Regions from separate parts of the Pan troglodytes genome. Here all the other regions are linked to region 3. A link is a contact called in public Hi-C data. All regions are on one chromosome and are shown on one strand. Each heading gives the region's core, a stretch centred on a gene start, on an enhancer-like site or on the middle of the called end of the contact. The rest is flanking DNA. Distances are from core to core; before and after follow the strand shown. Region 1 has its middle 45 kb from the start of TTC32. Region 2 overlaps LOC134807944. Region 3 holds the start of OSR1 (odd-skipped related transcription factor 1).

The links. Hi-C and Micro-C count contacts between places; a contact is called where the count stands out from the background.
Region 1: a contact with region 3 is called in a Hi-C map of induced pluripotent stem cells, with 4 times the contacts expected there. The contact joins the enhancer-like site here to the promoter of OSR1 in region 3. A contact is called at or near these places in 4 of 7 Hi-C or Micro-C datasets (blood, induced pluripotent stem cells and stem cell-derived neural progenitor cells), 1 of 1 datasets of contacts at active chromatin or transcription factors (stem cell-derived excitatory neurons) and 1 of 1 other capture datasets (stem cell-derived neural stem cells).
Region 2: a Hi-C map of stem cell-derived neural progenitor cells shows a contact between it and region 3, with 4 times the contacts expected there. The contact joins the enhancer-like site here to the promoter of OSR1 in region 3. A contact is called at or near these places in 1 of 7 Hi-C or Micro-C datasets (stem cell-derived neural progenitor cells) and 1 of 1 datasets of contacts at active chromatin or transcription factors (stem cell-derived excitatory neurons).

The regions. Positions count from the first base shown.
Region 1 is chr12:103,010,763-103,015,036 of NHGRI_mPanTro3-v2.0_pri, forward strand. No RefSeq gene overlaps it. Among named protein-coding and RNA genes, the nearest start is that of TTC32, 45 kb to the left of the region's middle. Within about 2 kb of position 2,104, at least 9 of the 24 cell types and tissues checked have an H3K27ac peak or open chromatin away from gene starts, as enhancers often do. A contact at or near this core is called in induced pluripotent stem cells and stem cell-derived neural stem cells, where this site is marked.
Region 2 is chr12:103,889,825-103,893,501 of NHGRI_mPanTro3-v2.0_pri, forward strand. LOC134807944 reads left to right here. Exons shown (of 8, transcript XR_010149620.1): 8 at 2,124-3,543. The region is part of intron 3 of LOC134807945 (a long non-coding RNA gene); the gene reads right to left. Among named protein-coding and RNA genes, the nearest start is that of OSR1, 370 kb to the left of the region's middle. Within about 2 kb of position 1,252, at least 4 of the 24 cell types and tissues checked have an H3K27ac peak or open chromatin away from gene starts, as enhancers often do. A contact at or near this core is called in stem cell-derived neural progenitor cells, where this site is marked.
Region 3 is chr12:103,521,413-103,525,680 of NHGRI_mPanTro3-v2.0_pri, forward strand. It overlaps OSR1 (odd-skipped related transcription factor 1), which reads left to right and starts at 1,697. Exons shown (of 5, transcript XM_001137836.6): 1 at 1,697-2,010.

The DNA of each region.
Region 1 (4,274 bases), core at 854-3,353, 510 kb before region 3:
AAAAAAATAGAAAAAAAAATAGCTAGGGATGGTGGTGCATGCCTGTGGTCCCAGCTACTCAGGAAGCTGAGGTGGGAGGATTGCTTGAGCCTGGGAAGTCAAGGCTGCAGTGAGCTATGATCTCACCACTGCACTCCAGCCTGGGTGACAGAGCAAGACCCTATCTCCAAAAACAACAACAACAACAACAACAACAAACCCAAAGCCAACAATTCAGTTACTAAAAAATTTTAAAGTACGGCAGTGGAGTGGGTGAAGTGTACTCACACTTCATGTGAGCACTTTATGTTTGGAACAACAAATTCACATTTAAAGTATGTGAATCTGCCACTGCAAAGTTTATGAAATCTAAATACAGATCAAGTATTTTCAATGAAAATTTAGCACCCAAATTGAGATGGGCTGTTAAGTGTTAAATATATACCAGATTTTTAAGAGTTAGTATAAATAAAAGAATGTAAAGTACCTCTAACATTTTCATATTGTGTCAAGATGATAATATTTTAGATATACTGGGTCAAATAAAATAATGTTAAACAATTTCACCTGCTTCTACCACTTACTCGCTCTGTGGTTTGGGCAATTCCCCTAAACTCTCCAGGCCTCTGTTTCTGCTTATCTAAAGTCACTGAGTGGAAAGGCCCTGCAGGCTCATCTCAGGCTGTGGCTGAGGGAGGATGAGGACACTTAGTGGGAGGGGTAGTTCTGCAGCCATACTGTAAGGCTGGGTCTTGGGAGGGGTCACAGTCCCTAGTATAACAGGAATGCCCACCCCCACCGCTAGCATGAGGGTTCGTCTTCCCAGGGCTTGAAAGTAAGATTTACTTGACACACTCTGCCTAAGAAGTGGCTCTGAGCTTGGTCTGTTGGTTCTGTCGAAGGTAGTAACAACCACATCCTTCTAGCTTCTTGAGCCCTTCCTTCCTCTCCACTGAGCTTCTGAGCTGGGTGGGCCTAGGACCCTCCCTGTCCTCTGTCCCTGGGCTCCAGGGCCCTGCCTTGGACCTGCCTGAGTAAGGGAACAAGTAGAGGGGCCTCCCTGCTCTTCTCTGGGCTTTCCCAGTCTTCTCTAGGCAGCTGGAGGGGTGGGGATGAGGGCAACAGAGGACAGCCGCTTCTAGGATGGATACTTGGGGTTCCAGGCTGGATAACTGTGCTGGCGGTGGGGGGATCGGTGTGAACTTGACCCTGAGGCAGTCAGCGAGGGGTCCTGGGCAGCTTGCATGTGTATGTTTTGGCATGGGGTGTGATCAGGGCTGTGTGAGATGAAGGGCAGAGGCTTTGCAGAACAGCAGAGGCAGGAGATGTCTCTGATTTTGATCACTTAGTTCCACATACCTGGGGCTGCCTGAGATACGGTGCAGCTGTTTTCTGTCATGCTGATATGCATACAAAGCTAAAGAAGAGCCCGCCACCACTGAGCACCTGTTATGGGAAAGGTACCACGTGGGGAGCTTTAGGCACCTGCCATCATCGAATCTCCGTGGTAACCCAAGAGAGGAAAGGCCCCATAGAGAATTTCCCGAGGCTGCAGAGCTGGGCGGGCCAGAGATCGGATTTGAACCCAGCTGTCTGATATCAAGGCTTGGGGTCTTGAAGACAAGTGGCTTACCCAGGGTGGGGTGGCTCACGCTTGTAATCGCAGCACTTTGGGAGGCCCCAGGCGGGCGGATCACTTGAGGCCAGGAGTTTGTGACCAGTCTGGCCAACATGATGAAACCCCCTCTCTACTAAAAATACAAAAATTAGCTTGGTGTGGGGGCACGCACCTGTAATCCCAGCTACTCGGGAGGCTGAGGCAGGAGAATCGCTGGAATCTGGGAGGCAGAGGCTGCAGTGAGCCGAGATCGCGCCATTGCACTCCAGTGTGGGCGACAGAGTGAGACTCCATCTCAAAAAACAAAACAAAACCACACACACACAAAACACAAACAAACAAAAACCAAGTTGCTCACCCTTAGCTGCACATGTCCTCAGAAGCGGTTCGCTATAACCCCAGTGGCCCTGGCTTCAGGGATGGGAATCGGGGAGGGGTGGGGCTTGTCCCAGTCCTGGAGCGGAGCCTGGCCTGGAGCCCAGGTGGCGCTGAGTTCGCTTTGCCCCTGACGCCAGTCCCTGGACCCTGCGCTGTGTGTTCCCAGGGCGGGCAGGAAGGCTCTTAGAGGGTGAGCCAGGCTGTCCACAGGCGGCCTGAGGGGTCTGAATGGGAGGGCCAAGCGGCCTAACTCATGCGCGGTTTGCTCTTTAAACAGCTGCGCAGGTCGTCAGATGGCCTGTGAAGGTGGAGAAGGCCTTGCTGTCCCTCCTGGGACCGGGAGTCTCAACTTGCAGACCAGAGGACATGGGACTCAAATCGGACTCGGCCACCTCCTCCTGGCCTGAGGCTGGCGAATCAGACGCTGCTGCCACCCGCCTTTGGGCTCGAGCAGGTCATTTTCCACATGGCCACTGGGTGTCGCCCTCGCTCCACGAGTGGGCCGCCCTCGCCTCTGTCCCCGGCAACTTGAGCGCCTACTGTGTGCTGGCCTGTCCCGCGCGGGGAGGTGGCCCCTTGGCCAGGCTCTGTTCTGAAGGCAGATGGGCCTGACTCAGCCAGAGGTGGTGCTGTTTCTCCCTGTAAACGCAAGCTGTTTGCAGACAACAGCAGGATGTATCCGGACTGTGTAAGAGCATGCTTTTCTGTGGATGATATGGTTTGGCTCTGTGTCCCCACTCAAATCTCGTGTTGAATTGTAATCCCCATGTGTCAGGCGGGACGGACCTGGTGGGAAGTGATTGGATCAGGGGGGCGGTTCCCGCCTGCTGTTTGTTCTCGTGATAGTGAGTTCTCACGAGATCTGATGGTTTAAAAGTGTTTGGCAGTTCCCCCCTCTCTCCCTCTCACCTGCGACCATGTGAGGTGTGCCTGCTTCCCTTTCGCCTTCCGCCATGATTGTAAGTTTCCTGAGGCCTCCCAGCCATGCGGCAACTGTGAGTCAATTAAATCTATTTTACTTACAAATTACCCAGTCTCGGGCAGTTCTTTATAGCTGTGTGAAAACAGACTTAATACAGTAGAGGTCTTGGCTGTGTAGTCTTGGAGGCTCACCTGTTTAAGGAGTCTCCAGACCTCTTGGTGTCCGTTATTACTTTTGTGCCCTAGCTCACTCCCTGGGGCTTGGGAGTGCTGGTAACAAGGCCTCATGCCTTATCGAGCAGGGATGGAAGAGCCTCTGATGTCTAGTCACGTGAGCATTGCTGACAGCCGTGGAAAAGCCACTGCACAGGGGGCCTGCACCTCACAGATGCAGGAGGTCCTCACTGGACCATCTGAATGTGCTGGGAGGCAGGTGGAAGAGACCATCAGCCACCATCCCCGGGCCATCCGTGCCACAGGTGAGTCACCTGAGGTCACACAGGACAATGGCTTGCTCAGGGTTACTCGGCTGGTTGGGGCTGAGGTCTCCTCTGCCTCAGTTTCACCCCAGAAAAGGTGCTGATCACAGGCTAAGTCATGATACCCCCAAATTCACATGTTGATGTTCTAACCCCCAGTACCTCAGAATGTGATGAAATAAGGAAATAAAGAATTTCAAATAAGGAAATACAGTGGTTGAAGATGTAGTTAGTTAAGGCAAGGTCATAGTGAAGTCAGGTGGGCCCCTAATCCAATGTGACAGGTGTCCTTGGAAAGCGGGGACACTGGACATGGCAGGAGGCAAGAGGCCGTGCACGTCTGCTGTTTAAGCTGCTCTGTCTGTGTGGCATTGTTGCGGCAGCCCCAGCAAGCAAATCCAGTGCCCACGCCTGGGGGGCTGCTCCCGCCCCTGGACTCTGCCCTCCTGAGCCTCCCACTGTGACCCCCAGCTTTTCTTTGTCTCCTTACTTGGCCTCCTGGCTGAACAACTCCTCTTTCTCTCCCCACTGCTTCCAAGACTCGTATTGTGCTCTGTGTTCCAAAATGACCCAGCCTGCATCACTTCCCAAACAGATCTATTTTTTCAGAAAGTTGAATTCTAGCAGAAGGCAGCAGGAAAGCAGCCTGATCAAGCTGATTCACACTAAGGGGTGAGTGACTAACACCTGGGTAGTGTGATTCCAGGGAACAGCCTCACTTAGCTCTTCTAGGAAACTTACACGTTCAAAGAGGAGTTTGTTAATTCCTAAAGAGGCCCTTTTGCCAAATGGAGATTATTTTGTAATGTGAATGTTTGTCCCCATTACAAGTCACTCAGTTAACAAGTTAGCATGTTTTCTTTCCGTGTCTGTGCTGCTGACTCAGGGGCCCAGGACTG
Region 2 (3,677 bases), core at 2-2,501, 370 kb after region 3:
TCTGTTTTTATTTTAACAATCGTTTTAGCTTATTGAATGAAGGAGTGGACACTGGCTAACTTTACAGAATATTTTATCCATAATTAAGAAATGAAGCTGAAATAAGAACACTGTTTCTTATGGGTTTAAAATAATACAGATAATGTATTTTAATTCCAAGTGCTTTGGAGATAAAAATTTGAGGGAGAATAAACCAGTACACACCTGCACACACATGCACACACACACACACACATTTACACACATATAGAAAAAAATACATTTTTAAGGCTTACCTACTTACATATATTGTGTTTAAATGAATATCCACTACATCCAACTCTTGTCGCTCTCATCCATCTTAGATATTTAATTTAACTATAACATTAACAGAGAGCTATGGTTGAGTTTGTAAGAAAATATCACATGCACAACATATATTTGTGTAAGGCATGATGCTGGGTTCTGGATGTTGACTGAGAGATGAAAAAATGGACATCATTTTGACATCGGAAAAATTCATAAATTTGGTGGAGAACAAACATCTGTCATACAAGCTAAATGAGCATAAGTTGCATTTTAAACTCAGCAGTTCACAAATTTATCAGTTACAACCTTGGCATCTTCTTTGATCCCAACTTCCAATTCATCTATCTTATACTTTTCTCACCTTGGCCTCTCCAAATTATCTCAGTTCCTCTCCCCAGTCAGTCAGTGTCTACTTCCTGTGGGTAGATCTACAATTCTGTAATAACCTGTCACTCTATAATTCAAGTCTCTCTTGATTGACACTGCCCAAAATGGTAGCCCCTAGCCACATCTGGCTTTTACATTAATATTAAAATTAAGTTAAACTTTCAGTTTTTTATTCAAACCAGTCACCTTTCAAGTGCCCAATAGCCACATATGACCCATGGCTGCTGGTGGTGGATGATGCTGGTATTTCTACTGGCTCAGAAAGCTCTGAGCTAGATCTGCGCTAAAGCACAGTTTAAAGCTCGCTTGCCAGGCTCTGCTCCCTGTGGTTTCCTCAGGCAAGCGAGCCTCCAATAAGTTGAATTTTCATTGTTTTCTGCATATATTCTGAGCTTCATTGACTTGGGGGCTTTGCTATTTCCAAAGCTTCAAGAGTTCTTTTGAAATCCTGTTGTCATTCAAGGCCTAGAATAAAGAATTCTTTCCCCTTCTTTTAAGAAGCCTTTTCTAATCTTCCCAGTGAGAGCTTTGACTCCTCTGGAATCTGAGAGCACACTGTGTGTCTCAGCTGTGCTTCACTCAGAGCTCTGCTTCAGTGACAAGAGCTGGATGCAATGAATGTCCAGTCATTCAAACACAGCATATGTGAGCAGATAAGCCTTAAAAAATTGTGAACTGCTGAGTTCAAAATGTAAGTCTTCAGAGGAATTTTTTTTTTTGCTCCAGTAGCTGGTTATGCTATTTTTTTGAGGTCAGGGGAAGCATGGAATTTTCATATTTCATGACCTCTGGTTTTTCTTCTTTGTGTGTTTTATTTTACTTATTTATTTTTTAAAGTTTTGAGGACATTAAAGAGAAAATAAAAGAATAAAAAGGGGAGAAGAACACAATTGGTGACAAAATCTGAAGGTGAAAAGGGAGAAATAGAGTTACATCAACCATATATGAGGGAAGGATGGGGTTGCTGCACATTGTAGAATAAAGTCCTATAATTAAATTCTTTTTCTGCCAATTTGCTTTCTGGATCTATGTGAGTTAATTATTGTCACTAAACCTGTCATTTGTTTTTGTTTTATTTTATCTATAGAATAAAAATAGTAATGCTCACCACATAAGTTGTAAATATCCCTTAAGGTAATATATGTAAAAGTGCCTCTTAAAAAAAAAAACAAAATGTCTCATACAAATGTGAGTGGTTGTTTACAGCAAGCTTCCAGAAAAGGAGGGTTTGGAATGGGGAGAAACACATGTTCTCCTGTCCCTTCACAAACCCACTTTCTTCTGACAAAGCTCTGCCGACTGATAAAGTTCCAGTAGGCTCTTTGTGAGCTATCCAGGGGGTTCTCTTTTTATCTCACAGAAATATTTATGTATCTACAAATTTCTATAATTTTTTAATTCCACCCTCCTTGGGATGTAGTTATGACTGTTGAATATTTACTTTTCAGACATTCCTTCTCCCTTTGAAGAAATCCACAAAAGAAAAAGCAAAATACTGACAAGTTTTCAAAGCCATGATTTACAGGAATGAATTCTGAAAAGCAAGTGGCTAACATCCGAGTTCATCATCAAATAATATTTCTAAAGCACCCTCTAGTGTCTGGCCCCAAGCCAGATGATTCAACGCCTGGAGAAGCTACAGACTTTTTAAAAGTAAAATAGACTCATGTCTGCTCATGAGAAGCAAGTCAGCGTCATTTAGGATGCCTTAGGAATGTCTCTCTAAATGAGGATTAAAAATGGATTGCTGTAGAAAAAGTAATACAAGTACAAACACTAATAATATTGAATGCAATTTAAATTCCATTTTAAAATAGATAATAGGGTTTAAAATAACATGTTGAAAATTACACTGGAATTAGCAAAATTTAAAATCTTAGGAAGAAAAATCCTGATTTGTATGTGAAAATGTTTTGAACTGAGGAAAATTAAGACTAGCAGGAGTAGATAGGGGTTGTCTAGTAGGAATGTGAGACCCATCAGCCATCTGATTATGCTGTGACTGATACTAGCCTGTAGTTTTCACCCAGTAAATTATCAAGTGGTGCAGTAGAAAAAGCATGGTATGTAGAATCATAAGACTCATAGTCTGGGGTCACCTCTACTACTCACTTGGCCATGTGGTTTGGGACACATCACAAAAGATTTATGAGCCTTCGCTTCTTCACATCTAAAATCGTGATTATTTTGCCAACTTCATGGAATTGTTTAGACTTTAGAGGATTACATAGGATACAATGGACTAGTTCCTTGAACAAGTACTTGCCCCCAAAATGTTACTATTTTTTTCTGGTTGTGTGACTGATTTTGCAATCAGCAATTTAATAATAATGCATTCAACAGGTTTATAATATGCATTCAATGTGACTCTTTCATATATCTCATAAAAACAAATTTGAATATTTTTCTCATTTTATCACTCACATATCTTTGAGAATGGGATCATAGTTTTATTTTGATAATGAAGTAATAGAGTCAATTCCTGAACAGGCTAGTTGACTTTAATGAGAAATACCCATTTATTCACTCATTCATTTCATTTTCAACTCTTAAATCCATAATGGCCCCTTCACTAACTGCACTAACTGGGGTTCTTATATTAATAAGATGGACCAGATACTTCTATCACCTCCAAAAAATCTTTGTGGGCAGAGCAATAAAGAGTACTGAATCATTTTAAGAAGTCACATAGACAATGACTTTTGACCATGGAAGGACTGGGCTTGATCAAGCAAATTCTATTTCAAAGTTTTACTTGCAAGGTTATTTATTACTGTGTGGAATCTCACTCCTGTGGCTGGGGTCAAAAAAAATGGGGACACAGGTGTCTGCCTATTTGCACAGGCATTAAAAAGTATTGTAAAATGAGCTTCAGCCTTTTAAGTTACTGTCTTCTTCTTTATAATAATAATCTTTTCCATTTTACAAGGTCTATATTATTTTTAGGTAAGAAAACACTGTAGAGTTCATGTTTTATTGTTCCTTGCAGTTATATAAATTAT
Region 3 (4,268 bases), core at 447-2,946:
ACAAGCACACTCCCTGTGCCCAAGGTGGAAGCCAGCAAAGTTCAGCATTGCCCTGTGTAGACTTTCCCTCCAGGCCTTTCCTTGCTCTTGAAGCTTGCTGTTCTGGAATCTCTAGGAAGGAGGTGTGATCTCAGCTCTCTTCTTTTCCAAGGGTTCTTATTCTAGCAAGAATGTCACTACATCCTAGCAACTGCTAAGATTCCAGGAGCATGGACAAACTTATGTGAATCTCTTACTTCTGCACTAACCTGAAGCACTGGGTAAGAGCTGTTCGTTGGAGCAAAGATTGCACCCCCTCTTACTCCTCCTCAAACAAGACGAAGTTACCCAGGGGTAAGAGGCTAGATTCTGTTCTAAAGGCCTGGGGATATAAGGAAACCCTCTTTCAACTATGCCTTTGAGGGAGGGGAGTCTCCATTACCATCTCCCTAGGTCAGGTATTACAACCTTCTTCACCTCCCAAGAAAATCAGATTAGCTTTGCAAACCAAAGCTGGAGATAGCAGAAGCTCCTCAGGAGAGAAGCAGTACAGTACTTAGGGACCCACGGAATCTAGGATCCAGCTCCAAGAGTCTCTCAGCAGCAACTCTGGGGCAAAGGCAGAGAGTGCAGTTGTGTGATCTGGACCCACACAAGTCCCAGGAAACCAGTGACTCCTCCTTGCCAAACCCAAGGCCTGGAAGGGTATTCCAGAAAGGCATTAGGGAGGGATTGGGCTGGGGTCAGCCGGAGGTCAGCTTTCAGAGATGGGTAGTCAAGGGGGTGATGGTACCCTCCATAATGCCTAGGCAATGAAGATAGAATTTTTAATGTCCAGAACTCTGATTCCTTTCCGATTAAAAACTCCACCTGAACCAGCTCCTTGACTCAGAGGCCCTGGAACTGACAACTTTGCAGCTCGTCTAGCTTGCCAGTGCGGCTCTCTAAACTCTGATCCATCCTAAAACAAATATGTAAGTAGAGAGTGCCACTGTGCATTGGGGTGAAATCTCAGAGAGTTCTGGGCCCCAGGAAAATAACTTTCCTGACCTCCTTTCCCTACTCTTTGTTCTTTCTACTGGACTCCAGAACTTAGGGTCTGGGGTCAACCATAAGCACTCAGATGTTACAGCTCGCTTGCTTCGGTGACCCTGGCCCTCCCGCACCAGGAATTAACCAGCGCTGCCTGGGTTAACACCCTGGCCCCGAGCACGCTTGGATATCCAGGAGCTGCTCCACACTCGGGGTCTGCCGCCTCTGGAAAGAGATTCTGGGAGGAGATGCGACTCTGTCAGGCGCCAAAGTGCGTTGAAACCCAAGCCGCGGTGTGGGGATCCCGGTGCACAGAGCTACTGCCCCTCCCTCCCTCCTCCCAAAGAGCACGGGCTGTGTCCTAGGAGCCCAAGTATAGGACCTCGAAACGTGCGGTGCCAGCCCGCTCTCATCTGCTAGGGACCGTTTCCTCCAGTGCGCCAGGCGTGCCGCTCTGGAACTAAAAGGGCAGAAGGGGTCGCGCGGGACTGAAGAGGAGGGGACGCAGGTTGGGAGAGGCCGGGTCCAAGCGAGAGCAGCTGCCAAAGTCTGCTGCCCGGGTCAGCAAAAACTTTGTCTTTCATTGCGCAGGCGCAGGGCAGGGTTGGGGGGCAGGGGAGGGAGGGGAGGAATCCTGAGGCAAGGGGCGGGGGTGGGGGTGGTGGAGGAGGGAGGGTGGTGGATTAAAATAAGTAGGCGGCTCGGTGCTAAGGGATGAGTGAGTCGGAGCTCGGCCTCTCCCCGGCACGTTCTCAGCTGCTCCTGGTTCAGACCCAGCGAGGGAGCAGCGAGCGAGGCTCACCGTCCCCGGCGTGCAGGATCCGGGGCTGCTGAGCGCTCGCTCCCGCGTGTCCGGCGCTTGGAGTCCCCGCGGCAGGAGAGGAGTCGGGACACTAGAGCTCCAGGGGCGCCTGTGGGCTCCAGCGCCTCCGGCTTCCCCAGTCCCCTTCAGCTAAAGCCCCAGAGACGTGCTCAGCCCCAGGACCTCTGCGGAACAAGGTAATTGCAGTCCTGGGCGCCTGGGCTCAGCAAAGCGAATGCGGGCAGGACTCCCAGGTTCCTTGTCACTGCGCGGCGGGTGCCTCCTCTCTCTCAATGCCCCTGAAGGAAGCTCTTGCCAAACGAATGCTGCAGGACTTTTGTGAAAGTGAGAGCAGGGTGGTTGGGGGTGCTGCCTCAGGACTTCCTGCGCGGGGTCCTCGGCCTCTGACCGCTGGGGATTAAGGGGGGCGGGCCTCCGCTACTGCCGCCAGCCCGCCCGGCTCTGCGGAATTACGGGCGAGGTGCCCACGGACTTTGAAAGTCAATCTGTGGGCCCCCTTTAAGAAACCAGAGCAACTTCAGCGGGCACAAACTTTCCTGAGACGCGCTCCTAGCTCTGGCTGACGCCTAGGCTGACGAAGAAGGAAGGGAGAGGGAGTGAATGGCCACAGCCGCAGCCGACCGCGCCAGGGACAGGTGCATGCCCCAGCCCGGTAGCGCTTTCGTTCAAGTTTGTCTTTTGAGGAGTTGCGCTCTAGTATGAGGCCGACTAGACCCGAGAGCGCAGGGCCGCGAGTCTGAACCCCGCCTTGCACTCGCGCTCTAACTTAGGGATATTCTCCATAGGATGATTGCTCTGTGTCGTCAAGGCCTGGAGCGGAACCCTTGATTGTCCTGGTGCAGGGAGGCAATGCAGTGGGCGCAAGCACTGCTTTCCAATTCGAGACCCACACACAGCACTAGTGGAAACTCTGTGGAGCCCTAGTGTCTCCGGGCTGGGGACAGGAAAAGTTCTGTTACTCCCCTGACTGTCCGCTAATCCAGCCGTCAGGAGAGAAAGAAGGGGGAAAGGGGTGAAGGGCTGCCTGCTGAACTAATTTCTCCTCGGAAATGTCTCGGATAAGAATGAAAAACCACGTTTAGTCCTTTTTCAGCAGCTCAGGCAGTAGCGGGTTGGGTTCTCAATGTGTAAAGTAGCCGCGAGGGTTTCTTTGTTGCCACAATTTGGTAAATTTCACCCAGGCTAAGAGCTGCGCATTGGCTCTGCGGAACAAAACCACGTGCAAGGCTAGGTGTCCCAGGTTCACAACCCCCTAGGGAAGAGAAGCGCTGGAGGGGACTAGCAGCGACCGGCGGCGTGTAGATGTTCCATCCCAGGCTCCTCGAGGTAATTGCTGTTTTATTAAGATTGGGGAATGGATCACCGAGGACGCAGCGGACATTTAAGTGCAGCCGGATGACCGTCTTGCCGATGGGTTCGTTAGATCTCGTTTGTTGGGAGAATGCTATAGAAGTATCCGGTGCCGGTCAGTCCTCTTCACGGGGGTCCGGACGCCTGTCACCACTCGTTGGAGATTCGATGTCAAGGCTGATTTTCTTGGGTTGCTGCTGGGCTCCCCCAGGCGCAAGCTCGTGGAGTTCGCTCCCGTCCTCATTAATGCAAGCAGTTAACTTGCTCACGCTCAATTAGCCCCGAATAAACCACTTTAATAGACTCTGCACACTTCATTAATGCCCAGCATAGGACTGGCCGCAGACCTGGGATTGGCGCTCCACCGCGCGAGGGACGCGAGTGCCTGCACTGCGCAGGGACTCGGGATCCCGAGCGCGAATTGCGTCTGCTGTGCGTGGTCGGGTCCCCTTATTCTTTCCCGCAGGTCCTGAGGCCCAAGCTGTTTGAGGAATGGGTGCCTAGCCTGGGGAAGGGTTTTCCATCCTGTGTTTAAAGATCGAAAGTATTCGCCCTGGGGTTCCGGGGTCTGGGAAACCGGAGCCGGAGGAGCCGGGGGCTCACTCATCCTTTCTGGCTGGAGAGGCTAGGGTGAGACTGTGTTTTTCTCTTAGCCGACCTCCTGAAACCGGATCGTGCTTTCGGCCCATTCTTGATACTAGTGTAAAGAGCCACGTTTCGAACGAATTTCGTCCTGGGGAAAGTCGTTGGCGGGAGCCTGGGGAGCCCTGGCTTCCGAATGCTTCAGAAAACAAGGAACGGGCTGGGCCGAGGAAGAAAATAAATGTAGTGTTGGGGAAAACAAGATCGGGCAGATAGCCCGGAAAGGTTGGCTCCCAGGAACCATTATAGCTGCAAGCACTCCCCCTTCCCGGCACCCCCTACGGAGCCCAAGACGGCTCCGGTCTTGGCTCTAAGGAAGAAGGCGAGGAAAGGCCTAGCGAGGTTGGTGGTTTCTCCCACCCAGGCACGGAGCGGGTTCGGGACAGTGTGCAGGCCAGAGTCCCACAGCCACGGCCGCTGGCTTGGCCTTGGATAGGCCAAG